Linked DNA regions of Mus musculus: region 1 is linked to region 2. The links are chromatin contacts, called in public HiChIP or PLAC-seq maps. All regions are on one chromosome and are shown on one strand. Each heading gives the region's core, a stretch centred on a gene start, on an enhancer-like site or on the middle of the called end of the contact. The rest is flanking DNA. Distances are from core to core; before and after follow the strand shown.

The links. HiChIP or PLAC-seq counts read pairs in DNA pulled down with a chosen protein or histone mark.
Region 1: an H3K27ac HiChIP or PLAC-seq map of embryonic stem cells shows a contact between it and region 2, with 5 read pairs. The contact joins two enhancer-like sites. A contact is called at or near these places in 7 of 484 Hi-C or Micro-C datasets (CD4 T cells, CD8 T cells, LSK cells and 3 more) and 1 of 115 datasets of contacts at active chromatin or transcription factors (embryonic stem cells).

What each region holds. Positions count from the first base shown.
Region 1 is chr3:95,341,266-95,348,441 of GRCm38.p6, forward strand. It overlaps Setdb1 (SET domain, bifurcated 1), which reads right to left. Exons shown (of 22, transcript NM_018877.3): 5 at 6,731-6,830; 6 at 5,731-5,856; 7 at 5,350-5,551; 8 at 4,261-4,334; 9 at 391-581; 10 at 69-198. Among named protein-coding and RNA genes, the nearest start is that of Setdb1, 12 kb to the right of the region's middle. Within about 2 kb of position 2,301, at least 7 of the 459 cell types and tissues checked have an H3K27ac peak or open chromatin away from gene starts, as enhancers often do. A contact at or near this core is called in embryonic stem cells, where this site is marked.
Region 2 is chr3:95,062,751-95,069,878 of GRCm38.p6, forward strand. Pip5k1a (phosphatidylinositol-4-phosphate 5-kinase, type 1 alpha) reads right to left here. Exons shown (of 15, transcript NM_008847.3): 8 at 5,311-5,516; 9 at 4,632-4,715; 10 at 3,062-3,110; 11 at 2,671-2,755; 12 at 1,581-1,724; 13 at 905-1,034. Among named protein-coding and RNA genes, the nearest start is that of Psmd4, 24 kb to the left of the region's middle. Within about 2 kb of position 4,006, at least 93 of the 459 cell types and tissues checked have an H3K27ac peak or open chromatin away from gene starts, as enhancers often do. A contact at or near this core is called in embryonic stem cells, where this site is marked.

The sequences.
Region 1 (7,176 bases), core at 1,051-3,550, 280 kb after region 2:
TACATAATTTTCTGTGCTAGTCTACTCTGTCTCTTCCCTTCCCTAGCTATCTTTTAGGACATACATACCCATATTAGGACGGGTTCTGAGTTGCCCCCCTTGCTTCTTCTCCATTGCAGAGGCTGAGGATGTCTTCATACTAAACATAGGTTCCAGGCGTGTAGAGCCTCGATATATCCACTCACATCTTTTGTCATCCTGGGAGGCAGGAGCAAAGGGAGGGAGAAAAGCAGGTTCAGGATTAGAATCAATCCTGTCTCTTGTGAAGACTATATACCATGTGTCACCTCTTATCATCAGGCTTGGCAGCAAGTGTCTTTCCACAGTTAACCATTTTACTGGTACCTGCCCCCTAATATTACCACAAATTCTTCTTTGGAAGAACATTACCAGAAAGAGGATCCTGACTAGGCTGCCATCCACCTCTTCAACTCGAGACTTCCACCATGTGCCTTCCCACTCAGTCTTGATAAGCTGCCCACTCTTGAGAAGTACCATTGGGCGGTTTGGATAGGCAGTGATATATTCCTCTATGAAGTCTCGGCAGGAGCTATCTTCTATGTCCTCCCAAGTCTTTTTTACTGTCCAAAGGAAAGAAGCAGAGCTGAGGACAGGAAGGACATATCTTGAAAGGGAAGAACGGTTGGCACTTTCAAAATTTAAAGAGAAAAAATAAATAAATTCATAACCTCAAGGGAAGCAAAACCAAGACCATCTTAAGTACAGAGACTAATGTGCAAATGCACATATAAATACTAAATAAACTAAGCCACATACAAACCTAAGCAATTCATGTAAAAGAAACAGGCATTTCAGTTTATGGAGAATCTTACGAACCAGTGGAAGTAGTAAACTATTATGAAACAGTAAGTCTCCTTTCCTCTTCGTTCCTCCTTCCTTTTTTTTTCTTTTCCTCTGGAGACCAAGCTAGCCTCCAGAGATCCTCTTGCCCGTCTACTGAGTGTTGGGATCAAAGGTGTGTACCACCACTGCCTGCCTGTCTGTCTGTCTCTCTCTCTCTTTCTTTTTGGTTTTTCAAGACAGGGTTTCTCTGTATAGCCCTGGCTGTACTGGAACTCACTCTGTAGACCAGGCTGACCTCAAACCCAGAGATCCGCTTGCCTCTGCCTCCCAAGTGCTGGGATTAAAGGCGTGCTCCACCACTGGTCAGTTTTGCTTCTTTTTCTAATTAATGTTGGTGATCCACATGCAAAGTAAGAGCTGTCCACCACTGAGCTATACCACAGTCTATTGTTTCTTTTTTTCATTCCCCCCAAATTTTTCTTTTAAAGTTTTTTTTTTTTTTTAATTTGAGGTGTTTTGCCTGCATATTTCTGTACATCATGAATGTGCAGTCCTCCAAAAGAAGTCAGAAGAGCACACTGGGTACCCTGGAACCGGAGTTACCGAAAGCTGTGAGCTGCCAAATATGAGTGTTGGGAACTGAGCTTGGGTCTTTCTGCAAGAGCATCAAGTACTCTTAACTGCTGAACCATCCTCCAGCCTAACTTAGACACCCAGTGCTGACATAGGCTGGGTGTCATGGCACACATCTGCAACTTGAGCATTGTGAGGGGAAGGTAGATTCAAAAACAATGATGACCCACCCACCAGCCAGCAAGCTAGCCTAGCCAAGCCAACTGATCAGAGCTTCAATGGAAGACCCTGTCTAAAGACCAGGTGAAAAATAGGAAGACACCTAACATTAACTTCTGGCTTACACACATGCATGTAAGCATGTGTGTGCACACACACGCACAAAATATAGTCATGAATGGTGTCATGTACCAATAATCTCAGCACGTAGGAGGCAGAGGCAGGGGGATTTCTGAGTTCGAGGCCAGCCTGGTCTACAGAGTAGAGTGAGTTCCAGGACATCCAGGGCTACACAGAGAAACCCTGTCTTGAAAAACCAACAAAACAAAACAAAAAAAGTTAAAGAGCAACCTTAACTATACACAGAATTCAAGGCCAGCTTGAACTACAGGAGACATGGTTAAGCAGATAAAGCACTTGCCATGCAAGCATGATGATCAAGTTCACAGAACCTGTGTAAAAGCTAAGACACTATGAAGACTGTCTATAATTCTAACATTCAGAAAGCAGAAATAGAATATCCCCAAGGCAACCTGGCTAGCTGCAGTTGGCTAGCTGGAGTTCGCAAGTTCCAGGTTTAGCCAATAACTTTGCCTCAATTAACATTAAGTAGACAAGGCATCTAATATCAGCTTTGGCCTACATACAATCCCAAACATATGTGAACATGTGCCGCAGACCCTCTGGGCCCCTTTGTCTGCGTGGAACGGGTCTCTAGTCGTGGGTGGGCAAAGTGTCAGATGAACTGACAGACAGATGCACACAGGAGAGGTTGTGTAGGATCTGAATATAATGTCAAATCGAGCATCAGACTTTTTATGCAGAAGACAATAAGGAAGTTGGGTGACACACCAGCAAGGTACAAAGAGGTTACTGGATTCTTACATAAAACAGATGAATGCAAACACAGAAGGTCTAACGGGATCTACCTGGGATAGATCCTGCCATAGTTCCTATTTTGGTCTATTGAATAGTCCACCTTCCCCTTAGGCCATTGTAAATGCGTGTGTATGGGTGTAACTCAGCTATAGTCTTAGAAGCCAGGTGTGAGGTCTTTACTCTCCTAGGGCAAGGGCTTTCACACCCAAGTCATGGTTCTAACTAGGGAGTTCCGTTCTAGCTAACCATCTCATGAATAATGCAATACTCTAAAACCACAGCACGATCTACTTCCTAAACCATTGTAAATTCCTGTATATGGGTGTAACTCAGCTATAGTTCTAAGTATCTATTCTGGTTTCTCCTACGGTCAGAAACTTCTTTCTTCCTTGGTGATGGTAGATTCCTGTGAAGGGCAGTGACCTAACTTTTACTCAAAGTGATAGTGTAATACCAGGGGCAGTACTGAATTCCAAGCCCAAGGTCTTGCTCAAGGACGTTCTAGGACTGTTGGAACACTGGCTTTAGCTATGTCAGAATTCAATCTTAAAAGGCATTTATAATAGGATAATACTAAAGGAGAGCACGTGGATCCATACATTAGACTAACTCGGGAATGGAAAGTTAATGTATGGGTTAGAGAGAACGCCAGAGTCCAGGAGCGAGTTTCCGTGAAACTCTTTTGCCTCGTGAGTGAGTAGCTTCCAAGCCTCTCGGCTTGTCAAGCTGACTCGATCAGAGCGCGTGGCAAACATGCAAACATAAAATTTAAAAACTCAAAGACTTTGCCATGTGTTTATTTCCATGTTAACAATAAGTAATTGATTCTTCTGCAATCACAAATAATTGTGGATCTAGGGAGATAGTTCAATGGCAAGTGTGCTTGTGGACTTGAGTATGCATCCTCAACACCCATGTTAAAAACAAATGGCCATGTATGCTTATAATTCCACATTTAGGGTAGCTACATGTAAATACTCTGGCCAGCTAGCCTAGCCAAAATTGTATATTTCTGTTTCAGTGAGAGATCCTATTTCAATGTAATAAGAAAGAGAGTGATAGAAGAGATGGGACGCCTTCATACCTGGTCTCAATGGCTAAGTGCACAGGTACAACACACACAGAGATTAAAAATAAGTAAGTGTGGGAGTAGAAGCATGTGCATCACTGTAGGTTCAAAGCTAGTCTGGTCATATAGACAGTTCTAAGATAGATTTGAGTTTAATTCTTAGACTATACATACGAAAGTTAGCGATGGGGGTGTGCAATTGAAATGGCAGTGCCAATTGAAATCCTAGCACCTACATGGCAACTCCAGTCCCAGGAAATTCAAATGCACAGACATATTTGTATGCAGAATATTCATACAAATTAAGTAAATTAAAATATTAATAAGAAAACCAAAGAAGGTAGACAGCACCGGAGGAAGATGGGCCTGCATGTATGTGTATATATGTATATACTCACAGACACACAGACATACACACACACACAGCTTCTATAGGAAGTTATTATGTAGACAATACAAACAGAAATGTAAAACATGAGAGCAGCCTTCTTTAAACCTAAATTCCTTAGAAATGAAATCAAAGCAAATCTGTAAGTTGATAAAGACAGTCAGAATCTTTTAGGGTTCATTCAGGCTACAAAGTTAGGGAACAATGCTATGTCTCCAAACAAACTGGAACACCAAAACAGAAGTCAAGCCTTTTAATTTACCACCTTAAGAAGACATACAAAACAGAGTAAGAAATTAGAGATGAGGAATTGTGTAGGGACACTTACGTGGTCGGCAAATGGGATAAAGCTCTGACTGAGTGACATAGGAAGCATAGCCATCATCAAAAAAAATTAAAAATCTGCAGGAAAAGGAAACAGACATGGAGGTTATACGGAATGTTTTATCACTGGGTACATTATTATTCTTTTCATTCTCTGAAACACAGATCAGTCCAGTCTCCCTTTATTTTTCCCTTATACTAAAAAACCTCGGGCCGGGCGTGGTGGCGCACGCCTTTAATCCCAGCACTTGGGAGGTGGAGGCAGGTGGATTTCTGAGTTCAAAGCCAGCCTGGTCTACAGAGTGAGTTCTAGGACAGCCAGGGCTATACAGAGAAACCCTGTCTCGAAAAAAACCCAAAAAAAAAAAAAAAAACCAAAAAAAAAAACCCAAAAAAACCAAACTCTTTTCTGAAAACTATTCTGTCTTCCAGGCGTGGAGGCACACACCTTTAATCTCAGCACTCAGGAGGTAGAGGCAGGAGGATTTTTGTTTCACACCAACCTGTCAACATAGTGAATTCCAGGCCAGTCAAGGTTGCATATGAGACATTTCTATAATCTTGGCACTCAAGAGACAGAGGCAGGTGGTTTGTGAGTTTGAGAGCAATCTAGGCTACATAAGTGTCATAGTTGGGTTGGAGAGATGGCTGGGCAGTTAAGAGTACTCTAATTGCTTCCAGGACCTAATAAGTTCAGTTCCCAGAACCCACATACTGGCTTACAACCATCTGTAACTCCAGTTCAAGGGGAATGCAACATCCTCCTTTAGTTCCTGCAGGCTTCATGTGATGTATATACATACACACAAAGTAAGATAAATAAATCAGTTTGGTACTTTAACTTGTTAAAAAGAAAAACAAAAGATGTGTGATGGCAGTCTGAGCAAGGTACAGAGATATCTAAAATAAAAAAAAGTATATACACACACACACACACACACACCATGAAAAAAAGAGAGAGCGAGAGAGAAACGGTTTCAGATCATACGGAAGGAATTGAGGACATAAAAGCTAACAGTGAAATTCTGACCCCAATACGAATAGATGGCACCAGGCCCCATTCTCCTACAATCTACAATCCCTGTCCAGATACCTGAGCTTGTTCTTGACGTTAGGGGTCTCAGCTACAATGCCAGCATAAAGCCAGACCTGATTTCCATCTTTGTACTTGGCCACCACTCGACTGCCCACAAACAGCTTGTCAGCGGGAGGGTGGTAATCATAGGCAATATGGTTCCCAGATAGCAGACTCTTTCCTTTGTTGTCAAATTTCACTTTGTATTTTTTTCCTAGCCCTGTATAAAAGAAAAGAGAACCAAAATTTTAAAAAAGAAAATCAAAAAACTGTTATTTCCAATGTTAAGTCTTGGGTGCAACATAGAAGACAAAAGAAAAGGCTTTGGAAAAACAGTCAGCAATGGATGCCCTACAGGTTACCTTTGCTCAGTCCTTCCTCCAGCCTGAACACACATACCAACAGTCTGGATGGCAATAAGGGTGCCTTTGTGCCATGTCTTAGTCCTCTTCTTGCCCAGAATCCGCATGCTGACTATCAGGTCCCCATCTTTGCTCAGTTCTCCAGACACCTGACCCAAGGTTCCTATAAACAAGAGTTGTTATAAAGAGTGATTTGAGTGGTTGGATGGAGAAAGGTAAGGTCAAGAGGACAGTAAGGTAGGATGGGCTGTAGCTCAGCTGCTGGACTGCCTGCCTAGCAAGCACAATGCCCTGGATTTGAACCTCAGCACTGCATACACCTGGCATAATAGCTCATGCCTGTAATCTCAAGTTCTCAGAGAAGACAAGAGGATCAAAAGTTTACAGTCATCCTCAGTAACACAGAAAATTCAAGGCCAGCCTAGGATATAGAAGATACTATCTCAAAAACAGAAGGTGGTGTAGAAACAGAGGAAACTGAAATTCTGTGACCATTAGCAACTCTTGCTAAACTCTTGGATAGAGGCAGAAGCACAAGACAATCCACTGTTTATGCTAACAGGAGAAATGAATACAGAACTTTAGCACATTTCTAACTCCTTTGGCATAGTCTACCAGCCTATGCCACGAACGACTATCGACAACTCCTTATTGACAGCAACAGTATCAACAGTTAACAGCCTGAGCCACCGCATCAATCAATAACTCTCAGACTGACTGTGGACATAAAATTAATGTTAAAAAGAGACTGACAAGTCAGAGCCGGGCGGTGGTGGCACAGGCCTTTAATCCCAACACTTGGGAGGTAGAGGCAGGCAGATTTCTGAGTTCAAGGCCAGCCTGGTCTACAGAGTGAGTTCCAGGACAGCCAGGACTATACAGAGAAATCCTGCCTCGAAAAACAAACAAACAAAAACCCACCACCAACAAAAAAAGAGACTGACAAGTCAAACAGCATTCTGAGATGGAAAGCTGACTGTCAGTAACATTCCAGAAAGAACTCACCTCTCACCTATGCAGGCACTTCTCACACTAACCTTTATGTAGATCTTGAGAACTGCTTTTCTTGTTGACAGCATCCATGAACTTCTGGACATCTTGAGCTGATTTTCTTAAGGCAGCCATAGCTTCACGAAGCTGTAGGAAAATAGAAGGGAAAAAAACCCTGAGTATTATGAGTTAGACAGCTCTTGTCTAACATGCATAGGGACCCATGGTTTAGATCCCAATGCTGCAAATAAGTAAAGCCAAAACAAATCAACAATAACAACAAAACACGATAAAGAACACTGCCTGTGAAGAACTTGTCTTCAATAATTAAAATAGATTCAACTGTATTAAAAGGCCAGACAGAGGCAACTTCTCAATTTTTCTGCATTCTTGCAATATCTACAAGATGACTGTAATGAATGGGACTTATTATATGGTGAATACATTGAAACTAAACTGAATGTATGCTTAGGCTAAAATTCATTACTACTTT
Region 2 (7,128 bases), core at 2,756-5,255:
TACCCTAACAAAGCCTCTAATGGAAACCTAGCACAGAGGCAATAGTGCTTGTCTGCCATGCCTGAGGACAAACTGAACCCTCCTTCAGCCATGTGCAGCACCTCACCTGTAATGCTGGGGCTGGGAAGGCTGGGCTGAGCTTGCAGAGGCAGGCATGCCTTTCAAAGCCAACCAATACGGCTCCCGAGGCCCCTGCTGTCAGCACTCAGATCCTTGTCACTAATGAAAACACAGCACGGCTAATAGCATTCTGTCACTTCTAAGATTAGGGTCTATGAATTCTATAGTTTCTATTTAGACACCTCTCTCTCTCTCTCTCTCTCTCTCACACACACACACACACACACACACACAAGTTAGCAGCGATGTTCAGAGTTACCTAGTGAAGAGGTCAGTCCATGCATCAAACAGATGGGTATCCTCAGCCATGTACCAGCAAGGAGCCAAGTAACAGCAATAACCACACCAATGAGCTTAGAGGGACATTCTCCCATTTGAGCACATGATCCTACTCCTGAGCAACAGCTTCATTACCATCTCATGAGAAATCTTAGCCAAAAGGACCTACACAAGCTAAATCTGGACTCCTAACCTAAGAAACTATGGCATAGGGATTTTTAAAAAAATATTTTCTTTTTTAAAAAAAATTCAATTCATTTTATGTATGTGAGTATATGTAGCTGTCAGACACACCAGAAGAGGGCGTCAGATCTCATTACAGATGGTTGTGAGCCACCATGTGGATGCTGGGATTTGAACTCAGGACCTTCAGAAGAGCAGCTGGCGCTCTTAACCGCCCAAAAAATAACCCCCCCCCCAAAAAAAAAAACCAAAAAACCAAAAACCAGAAGATTCCTGACTACCTGAAAATAGACTATCTGGAGTAACAGGTCAAGAAACCAACCTCAAATTTAGTATTTGCAAAGGTTGTCCAACTACAGGTGAGAAACTGGGGCCAGGAACAGGTGAACCCTCACTTATTTCCTCCAAAGGTGGAGTCTGAGGTAAGACATCAGGACGCCCAAGGTGTACATCTATAGAAAAAGGAAAAGAAAAGCAATCAATGAATAAAGAATGAATCAATAAATCAAAGACTTTATGGTCAGAAAAAAACAGGGAAAGATGTATAGTGACTCAGGGACATGGTGACTCACTCGGTAAACCCAGGACCTGGGAGGCTGAGGAAAGAGGGCCATGAGGCTGTGGTCAGCTTGGCTATATACATGGTGAATTCCAGGAGAGCCTAGGCTACAGTAAGACCCTGTCTCACTGAGAACAAAGAATAGCTGGGCAGTAGTGGCGCACGCCTTTAATCCCAGCACTCAGGCTGCAGAGACAGGCAGATTTCTGAGTTCCAGGCCAGCCTGGTCTACAGAGTGAGTTTCAGAACAGCCAGGGCTACACAGAGAAACCCTGTCTCCAAAAAAACAAAAAAAACCAAACCAAACTAAACCAAACAAACCAACACGGCGAGTACGTTTTTTACTGCATAGAAATGGGGTATAGAGGTCCTAGGGTGAGAACCCAGGGCTCAGAGGCAGGAGAGTGTCCAGTGTGAGGGGACCCAGCCCTGAGCTGACCTGGCTCCACTTCCGCCTTGGTGGTCACTTGTGCTCTGTGTTCCCCAGAGGCCATCAGCTGGGAGGTGCAGGAGTTGCCGCTGGGGCCTGATCGCCGAGAGAAAGACGGGCCAGACCGAAACTTTTTGGTAGGAGAAGGCTTCACTTCAAAAGGGAGAGAGAGAGCCTACTTAGCACCTGCCTCAGAAACCGTCACCAAGACAGACACCAACACGTACCCAAAGTTGTTCTGGAGCAAAGGTAGAAAAAGGGTTAGTGTAGAAAGAAGGCTTACAAAGTACTACCCAGAGAAGAGGGTCGAGTCACCTCACTTTGCAAAGATGAAAGTGACACACACACAGTGCTCTCTGCTCGGCTCTCACTGATGGAATGCTCTTGTTCTTCATCAGCATCACCCAGTCAACCCTATGGCGACCATGTCTACCCCTTCCTAGCATGCAGCACTGAAATGTCCACTGCTGCTTCACTTTGAAGACAGCTTTCTGCACCTTGTAGCCTGTCTGCAATGTCTAGGTCTTCTTCACATCACTACGGAACAACTCCTGCCTATGGTGAGAGCACAGGAGCAGCGCCTGGAATCTGCCAGTGTCACTAACAGGAAGTCTGAAAACGGAACACTGCGGCACTTCTGGATCGAGAAAGTTGCAGGAATGACTAAAAAACTCCTTCAACAGTCATCAGCGAGGCTTCAACCACTTGGACTAATCTGAAAACGCCTGACACCTGGACGTGGAAGAAAATTATGGCTAACATCCTTGCCAGTCCTTCCTACATAAAAGTCTACTTCTAGGCATCTGATCCTGCGTCACACATAGTCTACATCCACAACTACACCATTTTTTCCAGTCCCACCAATTTCCCAGAAATAGCCCTCACCTCGACGATACATGTAGGGAGAGCCAGGGGGGAGCAGCAACGCGGAAACACTGGGACAGACAGTGACTGACACAAGGACGAGAAGCAGCGCTCACAGGATGTAGGCAGAGCAGGAGAGGCCTCTGGCCTTGGCAGCTCCCTGACAGAGGTGTCTTGCCCCCCATGTCTTGGGGGAAGGGAGCCACTGGGGGATCATCTGGTAGAAGCCACTTACAGGGAATCTTCTTGAACACTGTGTTGCACATGAAACGCTGGAACCGCTCAGCATAGAAGCCTGGACGATGCACTGACACCGTATCCTGTTGAAGAGGAGACATAGCTACAGGCTTAACAGAGGCCCAGCAAAGATACGGCTACAGGGTTAAATAGAGGCCCAGCAGGAAAGAGGCCATGTCTTTTGAATAGGAGACACAACTACAGAGAAAAAGAGGCCCAGCAGAAGGCTGTGTTGTTAAAAAGCTTGTTCTCTTAGATTGAAACCCTACCAGAGGGGTAAAACCCATAAATGAAAAAAAAAAAAAAAAAAAAAGGAAGAAACTGCTGAGGGGACAAATGGCAAAAAATGGAGAAGTGGGAAGAAGGCCTTCAGCTGACATTACACTCACCCCATCATGGACCAGTGCTTTCCAAGAGTGCTCCAACTTCTTAACAAACCTGCCAAGAAAAATGTGTATCACACACTGGTTTTTTATGTGAAAGACTATAATAATTATTTATTTTAGAGACCTTAAAAAGACCATGATAACAGAAAACCTTCAACAGATAAACACATCCACTGTATATATAGGCTTTCAAGAGAACTGGCAAGGTAGTACTTAGTCCACAGAGACCAATGCTGCTTCTAGCTAAGTCAATGATTCTGCCAGGGGGAAGGGCAGCTTCTAATTCCCTGACGAGTCAGGGAAAACTAGCAAATGTCTGAGGCCCTGGGTTCAACTGCTAGAGAAGGCTGAGTAAGCACAGGGACACACGCCTGTCACCAAGCACACCATGAGCTCCAGCTCTGCCAGAGCTACAATGGGAGACCTTGTCTAAAAAACAAAAACAAAACCAGGACAAACCACAAACCAAGAGAGAAAAGGCAGCTGGAGGAACAGGCGGAAAAAGCTGGGAAAGTATAGCCACACTTGCGTAAGAGGTCTGGTGAGATGGCTCAGTGGGTAAAGGCGCTTGCCACCAAGTCTGATGACCTGAACCAATCCCCACAGCTGTCCTCTGACCTCCACGTGCTGGCTATAGTATAAATGTTCACAAACATATACAATAAGCAAATAAATGTAAAAAAAAGTTTTAGTTAGATAATAATCAGTAAATTAAATATTAAAGATTCGGTCTGCGTCAGTACTGAAAATGTGTTCGGAATAGAACAGAGCCTAGCATTTCCAGCTCCTCCTCCCAGCACGTCACAGCCGCTATCTTCCACAGGCGGTTTTCACATAACACAGATCTCATTTTCCTGTGGAAACGAGAATGTGCCTCTAGCTATCTCCTTATGTGGAGCATGACTCAGCCCAAAGGTTTCTCCCGAAAGTCAAGGCAGAGGGAGTGCTCCACCCTGTGCTCCTGAGGACAGACCAAGCATTCCACAGAGGACACGTCATGCCGAAGAGGAATAAACCCACCTAAAATCCATGGGTCACCAGACCGTGACTCAGGGTTCTTGCATCATGAGGAACTTTATAAAGAAGTACGTGGGGAGCTGGGTGTGGTGGCGCATGCCTTTGATCCCAGCACTTGGGAGGCAGAGGCAGGCGATTTCTGAGTTCAAGGCCAGCCTGGTCTACAGAGTGAGTACCAGGACTGGAGAGGTGGCTCAGCAGTTAAGAGCACTTGCTGCTCTTGAAGAGAGAGGATCTAGGTCAGTTCCCAGCACCCACAGGTAGCTCACAGCCACCTTTACTCCAGTCCTAGGGGATTCAACACCTTTCTCTACACGCCACAAGCACCAGACATTAGAGTGGTACATATATATATATATATACATACATACATACACACACACACACATATATATATATATATATATATATATATATATATATATATATATATATATATAGGCAAAATGCAAAACATATTCCCAAAATGAAAAAAATAAATAAATCAATAAAAGGAAAAGCCGTGAGTGGCTAGCCATGTCCTCTCTGTCCTAATCTGTGACCCACATGCCCTCACCTGTAGGACTGAAGAATATCAATGATGCCAATATAAAGCAGGAGCCTTTCTCCTTTGTTATTCCGGGCAGGGATGCCACCCATGCTGGAGAAGCAAAGGAAAAGAGTTAGAAAAATGTGTTTACTACAGGGAGAGACTTCTAACGTCAGCCGAATCTGGACATGGAGCTAAGAACTAAACAGCTGCCTCATCCCCCAGACTATGCCCCTCTGAGCATGCATAGAACCTCCTGTACTTCTCCCACAGAGCTCCATCAAGACTAAAATCACCACTACACAGCAATTTTGGAGCAGTCCCCCTATAAAAGCAAACATGCTGTTACTTGGGTATCTTAATTTGTCCCCATTAAGACACTTTCCTTGGCAGTCATGTTGTAAGACATCTAAAACATGAAACCATCTGAAACTTTTAGTAACTGTAACCACTGGACAAACCCAAGACAGTGAGAGAGAGGCCTTTGGCAGGAAAGCCTGTGATATGCCGTAATACAACTGAATGAGATGTATAGTGCGCACCTAAGCTTCTAGATCTAAACAACACTCTCAATCTTTTCATCCTAGAGAGCTCTCCCCAGTGCACTACAAACTTGGACACTTTTTTTCCCTCTTCTATTCTTTTAAAGTCAATGGCTCCATGAGCATCAGTGCTGTGAGCAGCTGCTGCTTCCAAGCCCACTCACTGGTCCTCAGTCTCCACAGTGCCGCCCCGTCGAGCCTCGCCCTGGATGGATTCCATAGCTGTGGAATAGAGCGCCTTCTGTGGGGCTGGTCTGCGCGTGTCAGCCGAGTACTGTGTGTCATTGCTCGTGGGCTCCCTCTGTGCATGGTCCATGTTGTGGATGGACATCAACAGGCTGTAGTCCATTATCTTGAAGCTCTGCAGCACCTAATGGGGAGAAAGGACACTGTCAACATTTGGGAGCTGTCAGACTTCTTCAGGTTTTCACTGACTTCATCTCTCTTTTTACTCTGGTAGGTCTTTATTTATAGTCCTTTCCTTACCTTTCTCCCATTTGAATAATAGATGATGATGATAATAATAATAATAATGTCTCACCAAGTTCCCCATGGTATCCTTAAACTTGTGGTTCTTTTGCCTAAGCCTCCAAGTAATTGGAATTATAGGCCCAAGCTACCAGAGTAGGTAATGCGACTTTTTTGTTTGTTTTTTGAGACAGGGTTTCTCTGTATAGCCCTGGCTGTCCTGGAACTCACTTTGTAGACCAGGCTGGCCTCGAACTCAGAAATCCGCCTGCCTCTGCCTCCCGAGTGCTGGGATTAAAGGCATGTGCCACCATGCTCAGTTGCAACTTATTTTTTAGAGTTCATTTTGTCACTTATGAAAAGAACACTAAGGGGCTGGAGCGATGGCTCGGTGGTTAGGAGTAGTGACTGCTATTCAAGAGATCCTGAGTTCAATTCCCAGCAACCATGTGGTGCTTCACAACCATCTGTAATGGGATCTGATGCCCTCTTCTGGTGTGTCTGAAGACAGCTATAGTGTGCTCATATATATTAAATAAATAAATAAATGTTAAAAAAAAAGATAAAAATGAACAGAACACTGTCTTTTTCAAGGTACACGGACTATATACCCAAACTGTGGCAAACATCTGTAACAACAGGTTGGAGATGTAACTCAGACAGTGGAGTGGTTGCCTGGATGGTTGGAAATCCAAGCTCCATTCCCAGCACTACATAAACTGAGCATGGTGACATAAGATGAAGGAAGGAGCAAGAATCAAGGTCATTCTTAGCTACATAGGGAGAAGAGGGATAGCTTCGGTTACCTGAGTCCCAATCTCAAAAGGGGGGGGAAGGGAGTAGACTGTGACAGATCTGGGTCAGAAAAGATGTGTGGTACGACTTTCTATAATCAGTTTCAATTTAGTTCAACACTTACTGAATACAAATGTAAAAATAACTGCAATACAGTACAGTAAAACAGAACAAATATTTATATAAAAGACCATAGAGAAGGCTAAAAAAGATCACTGAAATAGGCTCACAAACAACAAACTAGAAATAAAAAGTAAGACCAGGTAAATAAAGTGAGAAAGGACCATTGCAAAACGCTAGAGAAAGTAACACACATCAGGCTCCATAATGCTGATATGAAAGAAATGCACAGGGCAGATGCGGCCAATCAAAGAGGCTGGGAAGGGCAGGACAATGGTAATGGCAAGGTGTATCAACACCAAGGACATGAGAGCACCTGACACCCAGCCTGTTTTGCTCCCTAGCACAGGGTGAAGAGGGGTCCACTCACTTCAGCTCCCATGGCGCACAGGACAGTGCAGTTTAGCCAAGGGTGTCATTACAGGCATGCAGAAGAAAGGCCGAGGAACAGCTGGCCACAACTGACTGAGTGTAACTTAAAACAACCCTTGGCTCATTTAGTTAAGTGGTTGTCTAGCCTTTTAAACACAGACAGAGAGACAAACAGGAGACTGACAGAGGGCATCATTGAGGAAGCAGCACAGAGTGAACAAATAAGG